4 separate regions of the Mus musculus genome follow, and regions 1, 2 and 4 are each linked to region 3. The links are chromatin contacts, called in public HiChIP or PLAC-seq maps. All regions are on one chromosome and are shown on one strand. The core of a region is the stretch at or near the end of the contact, and the rest is flanking DNA. Distances in the headings are between cores, read along the strand shown.

Region 1 (5,658 bases), core at 2,851-5,350, 310 kb before region 3:
CAGTTCTGCACAGCTGGCTTCAAGCACAGCAACCCTAGAGTGGAGGATGTTGGCTTCTCAAACAACTGCCCCCTCAGTGCCTGGGCTCCAATGTCTGGGCTCCAACCTCCCTTTTCCAAGCCTCTACCTCAGCCAGCCTCACTGTGAACATTCCGTCTCAACGCAGGCTCCTTTTGTTTCTCCCCCAGTATTTTGTACACACATACGATTTAAAATCAGCATCTACCTCTGTAAATATTTTTAAATATTAGAGAATTAAATATTAGGGAATGGGCTGAGTAGGTTTGGGAAGTTGGGTCGGAGAGATCTATTTCATGTATGCCTAAACAAATCCACAAAATTGCCTTTTAGAATCTGTTGGTTCTACCTCATATTTTAAACAGAAGACAAAATGAAGGATGTACCGAAAACATCTTGGGGGCAGGGCAGCTCCTAAGTGGCTGAGTGGGTCTTACAGTACCAGAAATTTATACCTGAAACGACCCACTGGTACCGCAGTTATGACTCTTATGTTGAACTTTTATTTCAGATTTTATGTTTTATTTCTTATACTGAAAAATGGCATCATCATCACCACCACCACCACCATCATCATCATTATCACTATTATTAGATTTTGCAACATGGGAAAGAAAACAAACAAACAAACAAACAAAAGATCTAAAGGGCAACCTGGCACTTTCTCTCTTTGCCTTGATAGACTAGTCAACAACTTGCTTAGTCTAGATGCCCAGCTCCAATTGGATTGGGACAGATGGCTGTTGGATGGGGCAGAATGCATCCTGGTCTAGAGAGCTCCAGAGAGCAGGGAGTCATTCAGTGAGAAACGCAGTGACCAATGAGCCAGTGTCAGGCTACACAAGCATGCCTGTGTGAGGGGATATCCACTCCTCTAGATGGCTGTAAAAAGGCTGAGCCTGCATTCATAAAGTTAGACATCTCAGAGACAGCCCGTGAGGAGCAGGCCAGGGTCTTCATGCTAAGAGCTGCAAGCAAACTTCTTCATCCTTGGAATCCAGCTGTGCCTGGAATTAGGGAGCTGGAATGTACCGGCACTTTCATCCTTCCAGTTCTCATAAGCATCCCCTCTTCTCAGAGGCCTTTTTGGACCATTCCATGTAAAATTGCACTACACACACACACACACACACACACACACACACACACGCACACGCACAAGCACACACACACACACACACACACACATACACACATGCACACACGCACTCACACACACCTTCTTTCTGTCTTACGTATTTCTTCTATTACCTTCTAGTGAGGTAACTTCCCTCATTTTTTGCCTTCTATCCTGTCTTTTCAACTTATACCCAAGAATGAAAAGCCATAAAGGCAGTTATTTTTATGTTTTATTCCTTGTTATTTCTCCAATGCCTGGCATATAGTAAATGTTCACCTAAAATACCTTAACCGAAAGAATAAATCCCTTAAAATGGCCAACCATTTGAAAATAGATTATCGCCTCTTAGACTATGAACCTTTCATTCTACATTTTCTTACTTAAATTTTGTCCATATTTTCCGGTATGTGTGATGCCCAGAGGTAGGGGATTGTCAATATTAGTATTTTTAAACAAATGTTAAGTTTTGGTGGCTAGAAATATTATTCCAAGGTCATTGAAGGTCTTATCCTTTTGCGTGGATCATAAGTCACACGTGTGAAGACTTTGGTGTGGCAGGAATGCCGTGAGCACTGTGCACTCATGTGTGTGCTGGTGCACATGGACACGCATGTAGAGGTCTGCAGTTGATGTCTGTCTTCTTCCTGGGTCACGCTCCACTTTATTCACTGAGACAGACCTGCTTCCTGAACTCAGAGCTCACCAAGTTGAGCCAACCAGCTTGCTGAAGGAAGCCCCAGCCTCTGCCTCCCAGGTTCTGGGATTCAAGCTGGCTACTGTACCCACCCAACTTGGATGTGAGTTCTGGGGATCCGAATGCTGGTTCCAGCACTTGGCCAGCAGGTGCTGTATCCACCGAGCCAGCTCCCCAGTCCACACAGCTGAAGTTCTGTTCGTGTATCAGAATCCTTTAAAATCTTGAACATGAAATATTTATCTGTGTTTTAAATTTCATCTAGTAAACTAGATGCCTGATATCATGTCAGTAAATGGCAAACTGAAGAGAGCAGATGAAGTTCATTGGCTTTAATGGCTCTGAAAGGTGGCACAGGTGGGAGAGGCGCGTTTGAACTCCAGAATTCCTTCATCAGCGAGATCTCCACTCACCAGGAATGTAGGACAGTGATACCATTAGTACAGTTGTAATAAATACCCCAGGGTTATTTACAAGAATCCACAGTCCTTAAACCATCCATTTTGAGATAGAAGCCTATTTTAAATTGTATGAAGCATTTCTAATTAACTTTTATCACCAACTCAATAATTAGAATCCTATACCACCAAGAAACCTTTTAACCTTTACTTTATAAGATAGCACGGAGAGGACTTTGGCCATGATCTGCTGAAGTCCCTCGCCTTGACATGGGGAAATTTAAGGTAATCAACGGTCATGTAAGGACCCCAGGGAATGGGTGGCAAAGCCGACACAGAGGCCTATGGCTGACTCCCAGGTGCTCACACACTGCATCTCACCTTTGCTTCCCTCAGAGGAGCTACTCAAATCACCCTTGCTTCTCGTGATAAAGCAGCTTTCCCAACATATTGTAGACCTACTGGTAGGTAAGTTTGAAGCTGTAAACCCACCCCGCAAGAGGTAAAGAGTTAGAAAGGTAAGCGCACGTTCCATCCAACTCTGTCAGCAATGGCTCTGTGCCCAGCTGTGTAGTCAGAGCAGGCCTTACTCTTGAATCTACAGAGCCTAGGGTGGCCCTGGCCACTGAAAGGTCTCAAGGAAAGTCTTGGCTAAAGACTTAGGGGCTGGGGCTGAGCAGTGCACTTTGCCCTTCCGTGTAGTGCCTTCAACACCTGGCTTAGTGCCTAGTGGCTGTGGGGTTTAATCTGATGTGTTAGAAGGCATCCTATGAATTGCCATTTCTTTGCCTGTTGCTGTGATCTCTTTAAATGGAAACTGTTACAGCTGGGGGATACGTAGCACTATTATTTAAACAATAACATAACACGCTATGGTGTTCAACAACTTTGTGATGGCCTTGCTGTTGCTGCTCTCGTGCCTTATTCCTGCAGAGACAATGGCATGTTTGGTCTTTTCTTTCTTTCTCTCTCTTTCTCTCTCTCTTTCTTTCTTTTCTTTTTTTTAATAAGAAAGAGGTAGCACAATGCCGTTCTGTGGTGATGGAAGAATTCGGATCATGGCGTTGGTACGTATATCTACACATACGATGACATTGCATAGAACTATATTCACACAAGAATGAGCGCACACAGAGCAGGTGGGACAAGAATAAATCGCATGAACTGTACCCATGTTGGTTTCCTGTGTTGACAGCATACTAGAGTCTTGTTAAATGTCACTATTGGGAAAAGCCAGGTAGTGCACAGGTCTTATTTATGCTATTCCGAAGCTTCCTGAGAACATGAAATTATTTAAAAATTTAAATTTCATTTAAAGTGAAATCAGGAGTTTTCATTTTTTGAAACGTCCAAGAGATTTCATTAAAGAGGTTTTTCACTGTTTCCTCTGCTTTTGAAAAGAATCCATTGGCTAAAATTCTCATCTCCTCCTAGAGATTACTACTATTAAAAAATATACAGCATTTTAAATTTTAATATTAAAATATATAGCATTTTTACCAGGCAATGTGGTTGTAAAGTCTGAGACATGTTTCTGGTTTGTTTTTATGTCACTCATTTAAAAATATTACACTTTGAAGTGTAGATTATCCGTGCTGAAGTGTAAAATACTGATCATCAGCAGGCAACTTTAAAATTATAATAAAATCAGAGTGGCTGTTACTTTAAGAATGTAAACGCCTGCAGGAAGAAACTAGAGAAAACGGGTTTTAGGCCTCATTATGTTCTTAAGAAAATATAGGAACATGCCCCCTCCCCAAACAACATTTTTTTTTTTTTGTTTTGTTTTTTTCATTTACTTCCCTGAGACATTCTCTTTTCTTTTAAAAAGCTGGCCGACTCAGAATGAAGGGACAAATTTGTATTTGGCCACTAGGTGGCACTGTTGGTGGCGTCGTGGGCTATATGGAGGGGGGAGGGGAAATTGAAAGCAATCTATTCGAGGAACTTGGGGTTTTTTTGTTTATTTGTTTTTGTCTTTTGTTGTTGTTTTGTTTCTTTTGGGGGGAGTGTCTTGAGGGTTTGCTTTAAGTAAAGAGAGAGGGGAGGGAGGGACGGGAGGAAGGAAGGAAGGGAGGAAGGAAGGAGGAAGGAAGGAAGGAAAGAGAAATCCTGTCTTCCCCCAGAGGTATGACGTGGAAAGGAAAGCTTTAAGCAGCCCTTCCCCCAAGCCTTGCCCCCTCAACCCCCATCCCCGTCACCACCGTTCAGACCACAGGAGGATGTTAGGATGGAGCGTCCTGTGGAGCCATGTGACACCTAACAAAAAGGGCTATGAAAGGCATATCCGTTTCAATAACCCCGCCACCCCGCTGGAAAGCAGAGCTAGGTTCTCACTGTCCCCAAGCCTGACTCTGTAAGCTGTGGTGAGATGCAAAATGTGGGACCCAGGCCAGGGGCAAAGGGACAGCTAGGGTCGCCAGGTTGTGAACAGGGAGGTAAATACGATTCCTGCGTATCCTCGAAGTGCAGTTTAGTTCTGCATGTGGCTCTAAGAAAGGAGAACCCTTTCAAATCCAAGGGCCAGCCCATCCAGAACAAAGACTTTACAGGCATAATCGCCAGATTTGTGTGGCCTGAGAGCTTTGCAGGCATGGTGCCTGGCCCGGTGTAGGATGGGATTTCTTGGTCCAACCTGCCCCAGAAGCTGCTGCCACAGGCTAGTGAAATTTCAAGGAGGTCTCTGTCTGCTGTTTAACTCTTCCACTTTTCTGAGGGGGCTGTAGAAAGTGAGTTCTAGAAAACCCAAAAGCTGGCACGGGAGATAAGTAGGAACAGAGAACATGGAGCGAATGAACACCACCCCCCCACCCCCCCCATGAACGCCTGGAGAACCATTTTAAATGGAGATATGGATTGAAACCTAAAACCTTGAACTTCCTACTTAAAAATAGCCCCTTGAAAATTAGCGGCATACTCGGTTGCATCAGATGATCATGTCTATCCTGTGCCATACATTCTCCATCCAGGGTTAGTAATTTCATTTTAACCACAGTCCTGGGCAAGGCAGTGAGACAAATGTGTGTACAAATGAGGGGGAGTTAGCAGCTGATACTGACCACGTGCCACATATTCAGCATCTCCTGTGTATTAACTCACTGTGGTGCTGTAAATGAGAAGAACCCCATAGGTCATATGACGGAATGCTTGGTCCCCAGTTAGTGTAAGGATTAGGAGGTATGACCTTGCTGGAGTGGGTGTGGCCTTGTTGTAGCTGGCCGTGTCACTGTGGACAGGTTTTGAGGTTTCAAACACTGCTTCTGCATCAGGGTGTAGCTCTCAGCTACTTCTCCAGCACCAAGCCTGCTTCCATGTTCTCCATGGGAAGAATAAGAATAGGAAGAAAAATATGCTAGCTCTCTGAGGCTGTAAGCAAGCCCCCATTAAATGTTTTCTTTTATAAAAATTGCCTTGGCCATGGAGTCTCT
Region 2 (5,260 bases), core at 3-2,502, 350 kb before region 3:
TGGGGGGACAGGAATTAGATTAATCAATACATATTAACAAACAGTAACAACAGCAGATTGCTATATTTGTGGACCATTGCACAGTGAGGTGCTTTCCCACTCCTGACAAGGATGTCTATGGACTGGCCGGTTAAGTGAATTGTCACAAGGACAAGCTTCCATTACAGAAAGTCAGGACAACAAAAAAGCAGGAGTCTGCTGAAGACACAAAAGAAAAAAAAATTAGATAGATAGATAGATAGATAGATAGATAGATAGATAGATAGGCTGTAGCAGCCTTAACGCTTTCCTTTGAATAAATTAAGATTCTGTGATTATTTGGCAACAATGTACAACTTGATTTTTAAAAAATTCAAGTACAAATTTGCTCTACAGCTTGAGCCACCTAAATAAAAGGCCCCAGTTGGCCCCTTGGCTGTGTTATAATGTCTGGAGAAGAGGGAATAAACTGAGCAGCTAGGTTGGAACAGTGGACCTAGGGAGGAGATGGGAGGCTCCAGAGAGCAGACACCATGAGATCAAGATGGGAGAGGAGGGAGAGAGACAGAGGAGGGGGGAAAGGCAGGGGAGGGGGTGGGCAGGGGAGGGAGAGAGAAGAGAGACAAAGGATACTGGGACTGGCATCTTGCAGCATCCTCCACCCCTAAGACTTCGCCTCTTCTCAATTCCAGTCCACATGTGACTTTGCAATAAATTCCTTTCTGCTAAAGGGTCAATATGAATCTTTCTTACACTTGTCGTCTAATGGCCTCTACTAATTTTTATGAAAGCTGCTTAGTGGGGAGGTTGGAATGGAGGCTCCTGTACTTCCCCCAAGATTTCCCTCTGTCATGAAACCTGAGCAGCAATCGCGAAAGTCTTCTTCTGATGGCTCCTGCACCTCAAGCCTCCTCCACTCACAGGGACGCTGCGGTCGTCTCTGCAGGCCCTTGGGAAGGAAGGGATTCTACAAAGGTGTCCTGTCAAAGTCATCTAATCTCTCCCTTCAGAAAATCCCACCGAGGATCTACACACCTAAATGTGTCACCTCGTGAAAAAGTAGACTAGCCGTAAAATCATGCAACTATACATTAGCTTAAATAGTGTTCATAAATTATTAGGCTTAGCAGAAGAGATTATGGCTAATGGGATAATGAAGAGTTTTACATTCCCAGTACCCCATCAAAGGCAGGAGCTACCAGGATTGCTCTGGGCGAGAGAAGCACTGCTGGGAGACTACTCCACTTCAAAGGAAACGGTTCTGGTAAGGTGAACCAGCTAGCAATAAGGCGGGATCTGATCGTGCTTGGGGGCGTGGTGTTGGGTCTGAACCAATCGGTGCAGTTTTAGAGCAGAAACAGGCATTTGACTCAGAGGAAATCTGTCCACAGACAGCAATAGGCCCACTGTGTGTGCAGCCTTGAAACAGTGTCCGTTTTGGGTTTTTTTTGTTCGTCACGTTGTTTTGTTTTGCGTCCAGACAGTCTGACTATATAGGCCAAGCTGACCCGCAACACAAGATCTTCTTGCCTAGACATTCTTGGTGCCAGTTTTCTCCTTTATAAAATGGGAAAATAAGGACACCTAACTCGCAGGGCTGTTCCAAGTATTGAATGACCTGAGGAAATGAAGTGCCAAGTTCGGGGCTTCAGACCCAGAACACAGGAAACGACTGTTAGTTAAAGCAGTGTGCAAATGTCATGGAGGGTCCACGTCTTTCAGGGCAAATGGCCACAGTAAACTTCTGTTTGCAACCCAGTGTAGGGAAGACTATGCAGATGGGGAGATCCCTGTGCCAGCTGCCCGCCCTCCCTCCCTCCCTCTCCCCCTTCTTCTCTCCCTAATTCAGAAATCAAGATTTGTTCCTATATTACTATAGAGAAAAACATTAATTGCTGTCAAAATTATCAAAACCTGATTTGTAGAGTGGCATTTCGCTTTGTAATAAAAAAATTGGGAAATTAATTTTTCTGTTTTACTATGAAAAGAATCACAATTAAGTGTTGATGATGATGTAAGACAAGATAATATGTGCCAGTGATCTTGCATTGGCATATAAATCGATACAAATCAATTCTGGAACTGCTGCCAATGTTATTAAAGAGATCTGTGGTAGACAGCGTCCAGTGCCTTCACAAATGACACCCTTGTTCTTCCCTGCCCCCCCCATCCTCCCTCCAAGAAAGTGACACAAAGGGAGAGAGAAAGAGAGAAAGAGAGAGAGAGAGAGAGAGAGAGAGAGAGAGAGAGAGAGAGAGAGAGATAGAGATATTAAAGGCTGAGAGGTTAGTTATAGGGCTATATATTTTTGTCATCATTTTCAATTTTAATATTCTTAGAGACAGAATTATATTCATTTACATTCTCTCAGGGATGTTCATGAACATTAATTACCAAATTAAGGAAATCTTGGAAATAAAAATGGGCATATATTAATCACAATAACCTGAGTATCTAATAGTCATTTTCTTTCTTTCTGAAGTGTTAATGTGAACTTGAACCATGGTCAGTCTGAGCAATGGTGGTGAGTGATCACAGATGGGCCTGACTAACAGATGGGTCCATGGTCACCTTGGACAACACATCTCTCCTGACTCAGAGCCCAGTTCAGCACTCACCGTGCAGTAACAGAGGCAGTCAGACCCGAGGGATTCCAGTCAAGGACACACAACTAAGTCCTGTCTCTCAGCCTGGCTGTGACCAGATCCCTCAGAGCAGCTCAGGCAAGGCTCTACGGTAGCTTGCAGTCCCTAGGGGTTTTGTCCCCTTTCAGGGACATGAGAGGTACCAAGCCTGCTATGAAGCAATGCCTAACTCCAGGTTACACCATCACATGATATAGTGGAGGCTTAGATAGCACAGTCTCTCCTCCATAGGACAGACCCAGCGAGAACACGTGGAAACTACAACGAATGCTTCTAAGTACTAAATAGGAGTACATCTGAGCCTGCTGAGAGATGCTGCTGCTGAACAACCCACCCTGGCCTCTTAGGAATACCCAGAGCCTATCAGACCACCTAAGGACAAAGGGATGCAGGCATTAGACCCCCATCTTTATCCACAGAACACTTTGGGGTCTTTTGTGAAGGATCTCTCCCCTATACTTGTAATAAATGACTTTACAACAGAATCAAATTTTGTTACTTAAAAAAAAAAAAATCCAGCTGCTACAATTGATAGCCCCAGTTAAAGGAAGGAAACACTTTGCATGGAAACAATGATTCATGAATGGTTCTTCCCTACAGGAGATGAAACCATTTGGGCTTTCCTCGGAGATGCTGATATTACTGGCAACATTTAAAAAAGCTTCATTATATAGAGAAAATTCCAGCCTCCAATTTTTCTTCCTGAGAGGGTTCATTGGCTGCTTTGGTATATGTGTGTCTCTTGGTGAGACGGTGTGTGTGTGTGTGTGTGTGTGTGTGTGTGTGTGTGTGCGTGTGTGTGTGTGTGTGTGTGTGCACACGCACACACACACACACACACACGTGTTCCATGCACATGAGTGTTTCATAAAATTAGATTCTAGCAAAGGGAGAGTGCATTTATGCAAAAGCAATTCATCAACCACTTCTGTGCTCAGAATTCACCAAGGTAATTTAGATACTTTAATGGCAAGGTAGTTTAGGTAGGTAGGAGGCAATGTCCCCTCCCCCAGCCAGTAGCTATGGTAATAGAAAACGTGGCTCTAAATGATCTTTTCAGGAAAGTAATTCTCGTTTTAATTATTTATCCACTACCAAATATAAAATATAATTACACAGCCAATGTCCACAGGAGCAGAATCCACAGTGCAGGATGGAGTGAAAGAGCTTACTGCTTTTAGAAATTCCCCATAAAAGATATTTTAAAAAAAAAATAAGATTACCCAAATGCAGCTTTTAGAGCTAATCTGATTTTCATAATGTAAGCATTTAGCCGGAGTCTACCTCTTGGTCAAACACAACAGCTCCTGAATTTGCAGGGCTTTTTCCACAGCCTTGGCCTTTATGATGCTAGGCGTATATTACTTCTCAGCTATAATTTACTATTGACATCATGGATTAAATTTGTTGTTTCAGCTAATGTAACTCAGCAAGCAAGGTAGATTGTGAAACCTAAGCCAGCAACTGAAATACGAGGGTTGTCAAGTATAAATTTACAAAAGAGATTCAGAGTGGGCGTGGAAGACAAAAACAAATGGACAAAGAAGCTGGTTTTGACAGACTGCAAGGGGCTAGAGACTTCAACTTGAACATTGTAAATCCAAATGTCACAAAACGCTGCCGCAGAGTGAGAGACACGTCTATTCCTCAGGAATATAAATGGTGACGGGAAAACTAAACTTTGAGGAGCCAGAGCGTTTTGAAAAGCATATCCTTGCTGCCTGATAAACTCTCTGATCTCCTCTTCCTCTTCCCCACCCGGGCCTGAAAATTGGTTCCAGGCACTGCCTCAGCGCTCGTTATAGCTATGAAACCAGGGCTTTCCAAGATGCCTTTTGGACAAGAAGCAAGGACTGCCATCAAAATATATATACACACGTGCGTGCGCTATGTAGCACTGGCCTGGAGCTCTGTAGGTAGATCAAGTTGGCCTTAAACTCACAGACATTCGTTCTCTGCCCCTAGAGTGCTGGGATTAAAAGCATCTCTCTCTCTCCAATATATATATATATGTGTGTGTGTGTGTGTGTGTGTGTGTGTGTGTGTGTGTGTGTGTGTGTGTGTGTGTGTGTTAAGAATTGGTCAGGTAATGGTGGCACATGCCCCCTTCTCAGCACTCAGGATATAAAAGCAGGTGGACCTCTGTGAGTTTGAGGCCTGCCTGGTCTATATCATGAGTTTCAAATCAGCCAGGGCGACACAGCAAGACCCTGTCACTACCCACCACCACCACTACTACCACCAAAAGGTTTAATGAAGATTTTACTTGACAAATGTATTCCTTACATATGACAGTTTTCCACATCCTGTACAAATTCTGTTTTTAATGCCAACATGTGTTTTGAGTAAACGTGTGTTTTGAGTAAAAGGGGATGTTAGCCTCTAAAACTTCAGAAGGCCTCCCATTGCTGAGTGTGTGATCCTATGGCAGTAGCTGAGTCACCTTTAGGCCCAGTCTCTGAGAGGAGCCATCTAACACACACACACACACACACACACACACACACACACACACACACACACACACACACGGCGGTGGTGGCCGGAGTCTGTTGGTTCACAGTAGGTAGTCCTTCTTTCTAGCCTTCCCAGATAACCCCAAGCAGAAAGAACTTCAGAATAACCTGCATAAGAAC
Region 3 (5,834 bases), core at 2,899-5,398:
TTTTTTCCAAAATAAGTTAATTTCCACCCAAAATAATGACGACAAGGAAGACTGAGGGAAGGAAGGACATTCTAGAACTTTGATGAAGGCTGAGTAATGCAGCTTACATAACTGAAGAAGCATTTCAGCCAGAGAAAAGGGCACAAAGGGGACCAGGCCAAAGCTTTTGTAATTTACAGAGAGCATTTGTCACTCCGGAAGTGGTATAGGAGTGTGTTACCACCTACTCGACCCAAAACGGACCTGGTGCAAACAACTCCAAGGTTCGTGACTGTCTGTAGAAATTTCCAGTCTTTGCTTTGTATGTCTAGATGAACTTTCCAAAAAGCTGAAGTAAAATACTTACTGGTCTTGCTGCTGCATTAGACAGGAAAGATGTTGTGAGTGATGTGATGAATATATACATACTTTTATTGTAACTTTAAAGGGAATTCAAGTTTACTCCAAGTTCAGTGGCCGCTTTGACCTACTTACTCCCACGCAGAGAGGCCTGCAGGCAGACTTGGGGTCAATAAGAAACCTTGATTCATTGGGACTGTTCTTGCCCTGCCTTCAGAAAGAGTTTCCCTTTCTAGAAATAGAGCGGCTTGTGTGAGTGTCACTGGGATAGGAGGGAGAATGCCGGGTCACAATGGGTCGGGGGACAGCGTGGGTGTAGATTTGCTATGAAGTTCGAGGTCCGTGCTGGAGGGCTGCGGTTAGAGCTGAGAAGTAAGCAGTGGCCCTCCCTTCGGTGCCGCACAGAGATGTCCACCGACCTTCCCCTCCTGCGTGCCTGGAGCGCTATCCTGGGCAGCCGCAGGACTGTGTGTCGCCCCCTCCCTCAGCGCTCACCCGGAGCGCCCGCGTCTCCTTCGCTTGCGGTTTCTGGTCGGCTCCCAGCTGGCCCAGACTTGCTCTAAAGTAGGAGGAACCGCTGTCGAGCGAAAAGTGCACACCGGGTGATTGATGAACTCTTAATAGGACTAACCTTTCCCGCCCCCCACCCCAGACACACACACACAGAGGAACCCCACTCCCCATCCCGCCTCCAGGGCGGGCGCAGAGGACGCGGCCGCCAGCCGGTAGGGTGATTAACTCACCGTTTGTCTTTCTCGAAGAGTTCCAGGTGGACGCGGGAACACCGGCGAGCGACGGCAGCCGGGTCAGCGCGCGTCGTGTGGCCGGCCGCGCGGACCAAGCCGGCTTTGTGCCGAGCGTCCGACCTCCCGGGCAGGCGGCCGCTATTGTTCCCGCGGGCGGCCGGAGTTCTGAGACTGGAAAACACACCAGCCTCCTGCTTACAGTGACCCTAAGGTCCGGGGACCGAATAGGGGTTTCCTTTGTGTTCTGCCAGCCTGGGATGGCGTCGGCTCTACTCTAAGGAATGGCAGACAGGAGTGAGGGACACGGGGACCAACTCCCCAGAGCAATCCTCCTGTGACCCACTTTCCTGCGTGGCACAGAGAAGAAGGTGGGGAGGGCTAGGGTATTTGCAGGCCAAGGAAGTGAACAATAGAGCCATTAAAGGGTCTTCCAGTCTCCTTTCTTTAAGAAAGGGCCTTGTCTGCTTTAAGTCTCTGCCCCTCTGGTCCATCATCTATGTATCTGTACAAAAAGCTCTCCGTGAATCCTGACTTATACCGCGATCTGCTTTTCCTCTGGTTCTCTTTAATGTTAATCCCCACTCTGGCAATTTTTCCAAACCTTATTGAAAAATGAGCCAGACTAGCCAGAGTAACCAATCGAGTGTTTTTGTCACAGGCTGTGGGTGTAGCTTAGTGGTAGCGTGTAGATTTGCCATCCGCCATATTTACCATCAGTCCAACTTCCAGGTTGCTTTTAAAAAGTGGTTATCATAAGATGAAGACCATGAAGACACATGCAATGGCCTCCACCCCCACAGACCTGATGGGATGGCGTGGTGGCATTTATATTTCTCTGCTATGGCAAAAGATTTGGCATCCTTGGGCCTTGAGCCTCCTGCCAGTCTGTTCAGTTTGGACACACTGGACATGACCTAAAATGGATTGTCTTTGAACTTTGCAACTAGACAGGCAGGATGTGAGACCTGAGGGAAATGTTTAAGGAAGGGCTTCAGATCAGGTTTATAAATCCACTTGACACTGACCTTGGACCCCAAAGGTAAGAGCATTTGTAGTGGAGTAGAAAACAAGGTAAGCTATGGTCCTCTCCATCACTTTCCTTCAGCACCAACAAAGCAGGAAGGGCAGAGGATTCATCCATCAGGCCTTGTGCTATCCATCCAGACTTTCTGAGAGAGAAATCTACAAGAGCCAGCCCTTAAAAGTGTGGCTTAGGTAAGGTTAGATAAGGCTTGGCTAGGGACAACTCAGACTCAGTTGGTTAAGTGGCTCAACACCCAAAGGTCTGTTGACCCAGGTTCTAAATATACCCTATCTGGGAAATTGCAAAGCCCAAGGGGGTGAGGGGACGGTCTGAGCCACCTGCCTTTCTTGCATACTCATAAACCTCTGTTATTTTCTTTAAGTTTCTCAAAGAAGGACCAAAGTTTTGTCAAGAACACCCAGATGAAGACCTTCCTAGACCTGTAAACTGGGATTACCAAGTTCTTGACTTCACAAGGAAGTTTCAACCAATTCTGGTAAAGTCAAAACAGACCTGTGACAATCCCTGGGTGTAAACAAGCTTGTACCCGCCATGGGGTCAAATACTTGGAAGGAAGAGTTAGCCTCTTTGTTATTCAAACTCTCTCTCTCTCCTCTCTCTCTCTCTCTCTCTCTCTCTCTCTCTCTCTCTCTCTCTCTCTCTCTCATGTTCTCCTCTTTACCTTCTCTAAAGGAAAACCGTCTGGGCTTCCAAGCCTGGTGGCTGAGGAGAGCACTTCACTCATGAACCATTGGAGTGGTACCCAGTGAGGGAGAAAGGACAGTAGCTAGCTAGCGTAGGAGATCACTGCTAGTAGTTCTTCTAGACAGAAATGTGAAAACTCTTGTTCAGCAAGGTTAGCAGCCTCTGGGGCCTCAGAAACCAATGTAGCTGACACATCTCTGATAGGGACTGGACTTGGGGCTGAACCAAGGGAAGTACAAGCTCAGTATCCTCTTCCTCTCTCCCATTTGAAAGCCTGTACACAGAAATGGTACAAATGGATGCTTAACTTAATGATTCTATCAGAGGCAGATTTTTCTCTGTCAGTTCCCTGGATGAGGTTGGTCTGTAAGCTAGAAGGCAGAATCTGTACTTGATTTCCCTTTCTCCTTTCCTTTCCTTTCCTTTCCTTTCCTTTCCTTTCCTTTCCTTTCCTTTCCTAACCTCCTTACCAGTGGCCAGGGCCACCCTCCAGGGCTTTCCATGACAACTTCGCACCCTCTCGCTAGGTCTAGGCATTCCACTCCAGAATGGACCCCGAGGTTTACAGGGATGCTAAGGAAACGGTCCCTCTTCCTCCACTCCCACCTCCATTTTGCAGCAGGGCCATACCTCTGCCTGACCGCCATCCTACGTTAATCCACATTTGTTTGCCTAGATGGAACAACCAGAGAGGCCCAAATGACTGCCACCCATGAGCCAAGGACCTGATCTCTTTCCTTTAGACCTAATACTCTACCGGAGATCCACAACCTTCCTAATCCCCACCCCCTCCTCGTCCCGCCCCCGCGCCTCAAAAACTATGGAGAAAAAGAAGGTGTGCCCAAGGCTGGACCGAAGTCATCCTGCCCCTTCTTCAAAAGAGAGACACCTCCCAAGGCCAACGCCCTCCGGAGGGGCCCAGGTGCTCCTCCCTTCTGGCATCTATTCCGTCTGGCATCTATTCCGTCTGGCATCTATTCCTCTGCAAAGGATCAGAAAGGAAGCCGCTGGCTCAATGGATTCTGGATTTCGGGTAGACCTGACTGCTTTGGGGCATCCTCAATCGGGCGGTGAAGCCTCTGGGGGCAGAGGAGCGTCGTGGGAGAGGAGCGTCGTGGGAGAAAGACAAGCTAGGCTGCTGCTTCCCTACCCATGCCAACTTCCCGGGTCTCGTCTTGAAACAAGAGCAGAGGCCTGAGACCCGGGCGCCATTGCTGGCCAGGCTCCCCTCCCCCACACTCCTTTCTTTGCTTCTCGAAGACCCGGGAGGGAGGAGGCGGCGAGCGCCTCGGTGGATAGAGCTGCTATTGTGACCTTCCCGGGCTAAGCGGGGAACCCAGCGGAGTGTGTACTGCCCGCGGTGGCGGGGGAGGAGGTGACTGTGTGCAAGCCTCGAGTGCAGAGGGGGTGGCACCCGGGAATAAATAAAGGCTTGCAACCTCGGGCACTTGGACCCTTCGGAGAGCGTTTGGTTGTGTTTAGACTTGGGTGCTTCCTAACACTAATTGCAGGCTCAAGAGGAGCGGAATTTATGGCGAAGGCCAAGGCGGCTTGTTTATAATTTATGAAGTTTTAAATGGTTGTGCCGCGGGCCCAGCTCTCTCCGGCGGGCGGCCGCGTGGGAGTGTGCCCTCCCAGAACTCGCCGCCGCCCCCACCCACGCTAGGAGTGAGTGTGCCTGTCACGTGACTCGCGTTGGTGGCAGGAAAGAACCAAGCAATTCTCTGAAGTCTCCAGAACTTCAGAAGGTAGGCGAAGGCGGCAGGTTTGGTCGAAGCGACCCCTCCCCCTTCTTCCAACATCCTCCCTCCACCGCCGGGCCTGTGAGGTTGCGGCTGCCTAGACGGTGGGAACCCCCAACCTGACACTTCCTTAGAGCCTATGTGTGAGAGGAAGCTGATGTCAGCCGGGCTAGACACTGTTTAAAGTAATCCATGAAACCCTAAGCCACAGATGACGCTTGGGGTATTGCAGACACCCGCAGACTCAGCAGATACTCCTGTGGTAACACACCGCGCTGGGAAACGCCTGGAGCCATGATGCATTATGTATTTTTATTATTATTTATGGTATGAAGAGGAGATGAGAGAAACCGGGCTGAATCTAAACAGCCTGACAATTCATCTATTTAATATTTAGCCAGTTAAGAAAGGTGGCTGTGGTTCCCTACGAGGCAGCTAGCATTTCTTTGATTTCCGTAATAGCTTAAAAAATAATTTCTTACAATTATAAATTCTGTCTAGGAATGCAAATTTCAGAGAAAACAATGTTAAGCCTTGAGAGTGGGTAAAATATGCCTTCGATTGAAGTCATTTATTCTGTTGATACAATTCTACAACATATATACTTTAAACTTGCTCAGATAGAGTGAAATTTAGCAAAAGGATAACCCCTCCCACCCCCAGCCTAACATGCCATTTTTAAAACAGCACAAAGGAACAAGGAAACTAAATATTCTTTTGAGCCATCATTACTGAGCGAAACACAAACATCCAAATAGAAAACGATTGCTGTTGCACCAGAAGAGTAGAAGTTATCTCCACACAATGGGAATTTCACCTCGTGTCACCAGGCTGGTAGTGGGAGTTGCATATTTGCCAAACCAACTAGAGATGCGTGGGTGGACTTTGCTGAAATACAAAATAATTGAACCTTGTCTGAAGGCCTTTTTCCAAGTGCTCCCTTCTATAGAAGTGGGTGTAAGTGCTCGACCCTTCCTAGAGCCACACTAATAATATTTACAAAACGATTATAAATTCTGTAGACTATTCGCCCATTTTGCACAAAGAAACAGGAGTAAGCAAGGTGTTTATACGTGTTGTGTTCTATTAATGAACCTTTCGTTATTTTACATTGTGAAGAATGTTTGTTTTCTTTAAAAGTGAACTGCTGACCACTACAAAGGAAAAAATTGTGAGCACTTCCTAAGGGGGTTGGGGGACGGGGGAAAAAGCCTGATGCTTGTCTCTACATGATCATTTCCTTTTATACCACAGCACCTTAGCTTTTCTCGCTTAATC
Region 4 (5,865 bases), core at 488-2,987, 500 kb before region 3:
TTTGAAATGTAAATAAATAATGAATAAAAAAAAGATTTTGCTGATGCAAAATTCAGCCATATTCCCAAATAAAACCCCATGGTATTAATCTTCAAACATCTAAATACTAGGGGGAAAGCACAGAATCCACTTTCCAGAGACCAATCGCACAGGTTTTTGGATATTCACTTATCACGTTGGCACGATGTGTTTGTCCTATATCTGTTTTAAAGACCAATTGTGACAGTATAAGTCAGATGATTCATAAGTTCTGATGTACTCAGTGAAGTTTCTATGTATAGATCTTTCTACACATAGTAAGTAGTCCCTACTCTCCCCCACACCACAGAAGTACACCCCTGCATTTAGGATTACTGGACAGACCATTCATTTCACTCAGTGCAGATAGCATTGGGATTGTGGGAATTTTAACACCTTTGCCACCGTTTTCTGCCATATTGCAACACAATGGGTTTCCTCAATCACTGGGTTCTATGCAGTACTTGAAGATCTAGGCTGAGTGTTGGTTGTTTTTATCCTCTAGGAAGTAGAAGACAAATCTTTGCTGGCAAAGTCAATGCATTTCTTATCTTCCAATGAAGACAAAACTTAGAGTTAATGGTGTATAATCATTCAAGAAATTTTGCTGATGCAGTTTCGACCATATCCCCAAATATAACCCTATGGTGCTAATATTCAAACACCTAAGTACTAGGGAAGGCATAGAAGCCACTATCTGTTTATATTTTTCATATTCCTTTTCTAAACATGAGCTTGAGACAGACTGATATATAAAGGTCTGTCAAACTTTAAAACATTCTCACCTCTTTGTGTTAAAACAACAATAGTGATTTGCTTCATTTATGCACTACACACCAATGAGATGAGATAATTGCATATCTGCTGTGAAATAATATCTGTTATTACATGGATAGCTACACATAAGCTCCAATGGAAGCACGAGCAATTACACAGTGTGTTATATTAACGTACCTACGTTATGTTCTGATTGCTATCGCAGTAATTCAAGTGACCTCTATAAATCTGTTTCCCATCGTTGCGTCCTTATTCCAGATTTCTCTCTAACATTCTAGAGACTTAGGGAAATAATAAAACTATGCAGTTGAAACTTAAGATGTAAGAGGCCTTACATTTGATTCTTGGATGCTGTTGGGTTTCATCGCCTCCCCTTTGTGTCACAGACATAAACAACTCTACAGATGGGTCATTCTGTCCAAACTCAGAACTACCCTTGCTCCGTGGAGAGCTGAAGTGAGGTTTGATGTCAGTAAACTTGGAAACTGCTCTTGTTCACAGCCAGACTCCAGCTTCAAAGGGGTCAGGTTTACTTTTTAAAATAAAATAACTTTTTAAAATAAAAACTTGATTTTAAAATAATCAAGTTTTCACAACAGACCCCACACAATAACGGAGAGCCCCTGTGTGCTGCTGAAGCCAGACTTGCCTTTCCCTAAACTTGACATTCTACCCTGATTCCAAGTCAGTTTAGTCCTTACAAACCCAGACTCAAGCACAAAGCAGCTCCAGCCCTGAGGAGGATGAGAACTCCATCAGCATTTTCATAGTTAACGACAGGGCTACAAAACAGAAAATAACAGCAGGAATCTGGAGCCCGTGCTTTTATTGGACTAACTAACGATATAAATAAAACGGTCCCTGACTGAGCTTCAGAGAATCACTCTCTTTATCAGGCCATAGAAAGCATCCAGGAGGGCAATAAATACGGCATATAACAGAGAGGAATTAAATGATTAGGCCTGAATTAACACCCTGTTTCGGAGTCCCACTTAGTGTTCCATGGGCCCAATGAAACACTGCCATTCACAAACGCTCAAGGCCCATTTAATTTTTATTTCGAGCCAGTTTGGAAGAAGGGATTACCTATAACTTTCCCCCATTCCATTGTATAACTCTTGAAGTTACCACACTGATCCTGTCTAGAGAGCTGTTGGGAAAGGAGACTGCGACAGGAACCAGCGAGTCTACTCAGACTCCTGCTTCTTAGAGGTTGCCTTGATTAAATGGAAGGAAACCCTTGTCTCTGTGAAAGTGACAAGGAGACCCCAGATGGGAAATTAATGAACTAATTAAAGGAATTTGATTATTTTCAGTAGTATTAGCATCATAACTCAGCAAGCATTAGCCCCAAAGTTTTCACTTTTTGCATAGTAGCATTAGTATGTCAAAGATCCTAATGAAGTCTGAGTTAAGAAGTAGATTTAATCTCACCATAGAGGATAGTCTATAGAGGCCCTATCCTCCATTATGCCACTATGATAGGTGAGTGGGCTTGAGCAACCCTGTCAAGGGAGATTAACACTAGTCTATGCCTTTCCGTTAATACAACGGCCTTAAAATAACAGAGGTGGCAGCACTGTGCTTCTTAGTAAGATCCCATCTTGAAGAAAAGGAAATAAATAAATAAATAAATAAATAAATAAATAGAAAAAAAAAGAAATTCAAAGATAGCAATGGAGGATGGCTTCATAATACTAGCGACGTGTTCAGAAATTTTTAGATAAAATATGCAGTCAGATGAAACTGGGTCATAAAACCAACTTTGCATATTTGTGACTTGAAGTGATATATGAGATGGAGATGCGTTTACAAGGCAGGGTTGTTAAGCATCAAGGAGTAAGGGAGCTGGCATTTCTGAGTGCTTGCTTCACGCTAGGTGCTATTTCTTCTTTAAGGCTTATCGTTTCTATAGATATTATTACTCCCATTCTCAAGGAAGGAAACTGAGGGTCAAATAATGTAATAACCAGCTTCTCAACTTAATACAAAAGCACCATAAGTATGAGATTCAAATCTAGATCTAGTTGATTTCCACAATAGATATTCCCATTAATTCTATCATTTGACCTGCCTCAGCAGAAGCTTGACTTAGAATTCTCTATAATGAGCAAACAAATCAACCATCATGCAGAAGCGGGATGGGAATTATTCAGTGTGGCCCCAAAGGGAAGGAAAAACATCCTAAGACGTTTAGCTCTAGGTAAGAAAACCCTTTATAAAGCCCGAGCTTCTGTAAATACCCTCTAACCATGTTCATGCAGGAAACCACATGGAGGCTCAGACTGTCCCCTACACAAAAGACATGAGAGTAGGAAGGGGACTTACGGGGGAAACATTTCAGTGGAAGAGGGAGGGGGGGATGAGACAAGGACTAAAAAATAATCATTATCCACATGTATGGGACCCTCAAAGAATAAAAAAATAAATATATTTTTATAGAGTAAAGTAAGAAAAATGTGTTTCCAGAGACCCAAGCAGAAAGCGAGCTGGAGAGCCAGCTTCTGGGAGATAAAGCTGCTCACAGTCTCAGTGTGACCCACAGCATCCTCGGAACCCAGACTCCTTCCTCCTCTTGGAAGCACTGCTCACAGTCTCAGTGTGACCCACAGCGTCCTCGGAACCCAGACTCCTTCATCCTCTTGGAAGCACTATAGTCTAGAACAGAGCAAGAAAGTTCGACCACGCTTTCCAGAATGTGTTTCTTTACAGCCAAGCTCTCCTAATGGATCAGCAAAAATCCTCGTTGTGGATGTGATTGAGAGGACCCCATTGAAGTTGAACCTCCCCATCAGAATACTTTTAGACTACAAATTACTATAATCCCCAATTAAATTTACACTTAAGAGTCTTCACTGGAACATATACATATGTTTTTTTTTTCATAAAGCAATCTCAACTAAAGGGTCTAATCCTTGATTTCGTTGCAGAGAAATTATGCATATTTTGTAGGAATTTATTTTTGTACTGGGAATTGAACTTAAGGTCATAAGAGTGTTAAGCAAATGCTTTCCCATTAAGCTTTCTGTGTGGCCCAGTAATACCCTCTTTAAAAAAAAGCTGAGCACTGACTGGTGGCTAGAGAGTTGGCTCAGCAATTAAGATCATTGGCTTCTCTTCCAGAAGACCTGGGTTCAATACCCAGTACCCACATGGCTGTTCACAACCATCTGTCACTTCAGTGCCAGGGGATCCAGTGCCCTCTTCTGGCCTCTGAGGGCACTATATGCATGTGGGATACGGACAAACATTCATAGACATAAAACTAACTAAATAAGATCTCAAGAAAAGGATGGCCACTCAAAAGTTTACTCATGATAACATTAACACCAGTGTTTAGGGTCTTCCTTGATCTATGATTAAATACTCATTAGGCAGGGAAGTATCTAGTTCATGTTTCACACAGTATCCTTATATACTTACAGCTCCCAATAGATTAAATGTTTTGACACTTGAGTTAACATTACATGGTAATAATTACATCTCTCTTTTTTTTCTATGTGTTATTTTTCTTTCCTGAAATATTATGCTTTGAAAATAGGTCTTTGTTTATTTCAAGGGGCTAATAAAAAGATTTAAGGGAGTTTGAGTTGAACAATGATGGCTTTGTTCGTTGGTCAACAGAGCTTCCATAAAGATGGTTGAAGGTGGCAGTGAGTGTCCATGATTGTGATTTTAACAGAAACAAAAGGGACCCTCGTCTCTTCTGATTTCGACTCAGTCCCAGGCTTCGGTGGATCTTCACTTGTCAGTGGTGAGTGAAGTCAGATTATTTCTCTGTGTCAGCAATAGGAGCCAGAGTGTGTCTTTGAACTTGAGTCATCTCTTACTTGACTGTTCAACAAACCACAGCTGCAGGCAGTCTGCTAGGCAGATCAATGTGAGCTCTTTCTCTACCCATGTAGGACTAAAAAAAAAATATTTATTTTAATTATATGTGTACATGTGCATGTCTCTATGTGTGTGTAGACACGTGTGTGCAAGGGTAAGATCTGCCTGGAGCTGGGGTCACAGGCAGTTATGAGCCACCCTATGTAGATGCTGGGAATGTAACTCAGGTCCTCTGGAAAAGGAGGAACTAATTTTAACATTTGAGCCATCTCCCCTAGCTTCTCTGACACCCAACCGTGTACTTTTAAGTACTTTTTTTCTTTTTAATATACTTAAGGTATGACTTCAGTTTTAATAACAGACATACAAACAGTCAAAATGCAAAAGAAAATAATGGACTATTAGAACATTTCAACTAGCAAGAGAAGTAACATGATTTTAATCTCAAAAATGGCTTCCCTTACAATGGTGAAGTGTCTGCGTGACGTATTTTAGTAAGTGGCTAACTGATAAAGAAACCAACGTCATCATCATTTAAAAAAATATTTGTTCCTCTATTATGAGGATTGCAATACCTTACATAATTGATATAGAAAACAAGTGATGTAAACATGTGAATTGTACTAAACACCAAACAAACAAACAGGAAGAGGGCTGGTAGCCTACAGATGTTAACTATTACCACCAACCTGGACCAATCAGGATGACAGGCTCTCAGACCTGTGAGGTCACTTTCTGTCGTTCATGGATAAAGCCCTCCTTTCCATGGTAGCCTTGTTTCACACAGTGTAAGCCTGAACATCGTTCCACAATACAGCACCAGCTCCAAGCACAACGCTGAGCTGCAGAGCTGCTTTTGACCCGTGCTGTCGGAATCTTCATGCCTTCAGCTCCTGAGTTTTGTTCTAAACCCTTCTCACCTGAGCTTCACAACGTGTGTTCCTCTTGACCTGGATTTTGCCAAACGGAAATAGTCTAGGAAACTGTTTTTCCAGATTTTCTAGTGTTCTAGCCTTAGTCTTAGAGAAGCTATCCATTAACAGCAATGTCGTAAGATGGATCTAGTCTCTGGGTCCCTGGGGCTTATTGTTTTGGTGATTTTGTAGCATTCTGTCTCCCCAAAGTATGCACTCACCTGCTTACCATCCATCTCTCCTTCTCAGAGATGCTCCAGGAGAGATGGGACATTGTTTTGTCTTTTTTTTTTTTTTTTTTTAAATCACGGTCCCCTGTGCTGAA

What was found. HiChIP or PLAC-seq counts read pairs in DNA pulled down with a chosen protein or histone mark.
Region 1: an H3K4me3 HiChIP or PLAC-seq map of embryonic hindbrain shows a contact between it and region 3, with 7 times the contacts expected there. The contact joins two enhancer-like sites. A contact is called at or near these places in 7 of 484 Hi-C or Micro-C datasets (cranial neural crest, embryonic stem cells, nephron progenitors and 1 more), 14 of 115 datasets of contacts at active chromatin or transcription factors (craniofacial prominence, differentiating embryonic stem cells, embryonic basal ganglia and 9 more) and 2 of 9 other capture datasets (adipose tissue and embryonic stem cells).
Region 2: an H3K4me3 HiChIP or PLAC-seq map of embryonic limb bud shows a contact between it and region 3, with 4 times the contacts expected there. The contact joins two enhancer-like sites. A contact is called at or near these places in 13 of 115 datasets of contacts at active chromatin or transcription factors (craniofacial prominence, embryonic basal ganglia, embryonic forebrain and 8 more).
Region 4: a contact with region 3 is called in an H3K4me3 HiChIP or PLAC-seq map of embryonic limb bud, with 4 times the contacts expected there. The contact joins two enhancer-like sites. A contact is called at or near these places in 7 of 115 datasets of contacts at active chromatin or transcription factors (craniofacial prominence, differentiating embryonic stem cells, embryonic basal ganglia and 4 more).

What each region holds. Positions count from the first base shown.
Region 1 is chr2:75,053,818-75,059,475 of GRCm38.p6, reverse strand. No RefSeq gene overlaps it. Among named protein-coding and RNA genes, the nearest start is that of Gm46748, 5.0 kb to the left of the region's middle. Within about 2 kb of position 4,100, at least 77 of the 459 cell types and tissues checked have an H3K27ac peak or open chromatin away from gene starts, as enhancers often do. A contact at or near this core is called in adipose tissue, where this site is marked.
Region 2 is chr2:75,097,738-75,102,997 of GRCm38.p6, reverse strand. No RefSeq gene overlaps it. Among named protein-coding and RNA genes, the nearest start is that of 2600014E21Rik, 37 kb to the left of the region's middle. Within about 2 kb of position 1,252, at least 16 of the 459 cell types and tissues checked have an H3K27ac peak or open chromatin away from gene starts, as enhancers often do. A contact at or near this core is called in embryonic limb bud, where this site is marked.
Region 3 is chr2:74,748,300-74,754,133 of GRCm38.p6, reverse strand. It overlaps Haglr (Hoxd antisense growth associated long non-coding RNA), which reads left to right. Exons shown (of 3, transcript NR_110445.1): 2 at 2,492-2,605; 3 at 3,491-5,712. Gm14424 (predicted gene 14424) reads right to left here and starts at 1,450. Exons shown (of 2, transcript NR_110447.1): 1 at 1,083-1,450; 2 at 392-916. Within about 2 kb of position 4,148, at least 60 of the 459 cell types and tissues checked have an H3K27ac peak or open chromatin away from gene starts, as enhancers often do. A contact at or near this core is called in adipose tissue and embryonic limb bud, where this site is marked.
Region 4 is chr2:75,248,838-75,254,702 of GRCm38.p6, reverse strand. All of the region lies in intron 3 of 2600014E21Rik (a long non-coding RNA gene), which reads right to left. Among named protein-coding and RNA genes, the nearest start is that of Gm34401, 34 kb to the left of the region's middle. Within about 2 kb of position 1,737, at least 1 of the 459 cell types and tissues checked has an H3K27ac peak or open chromatin away from gene starts, as enhancers often do. A contact at or near this core is called in embryonic limb bud, where this site is marked.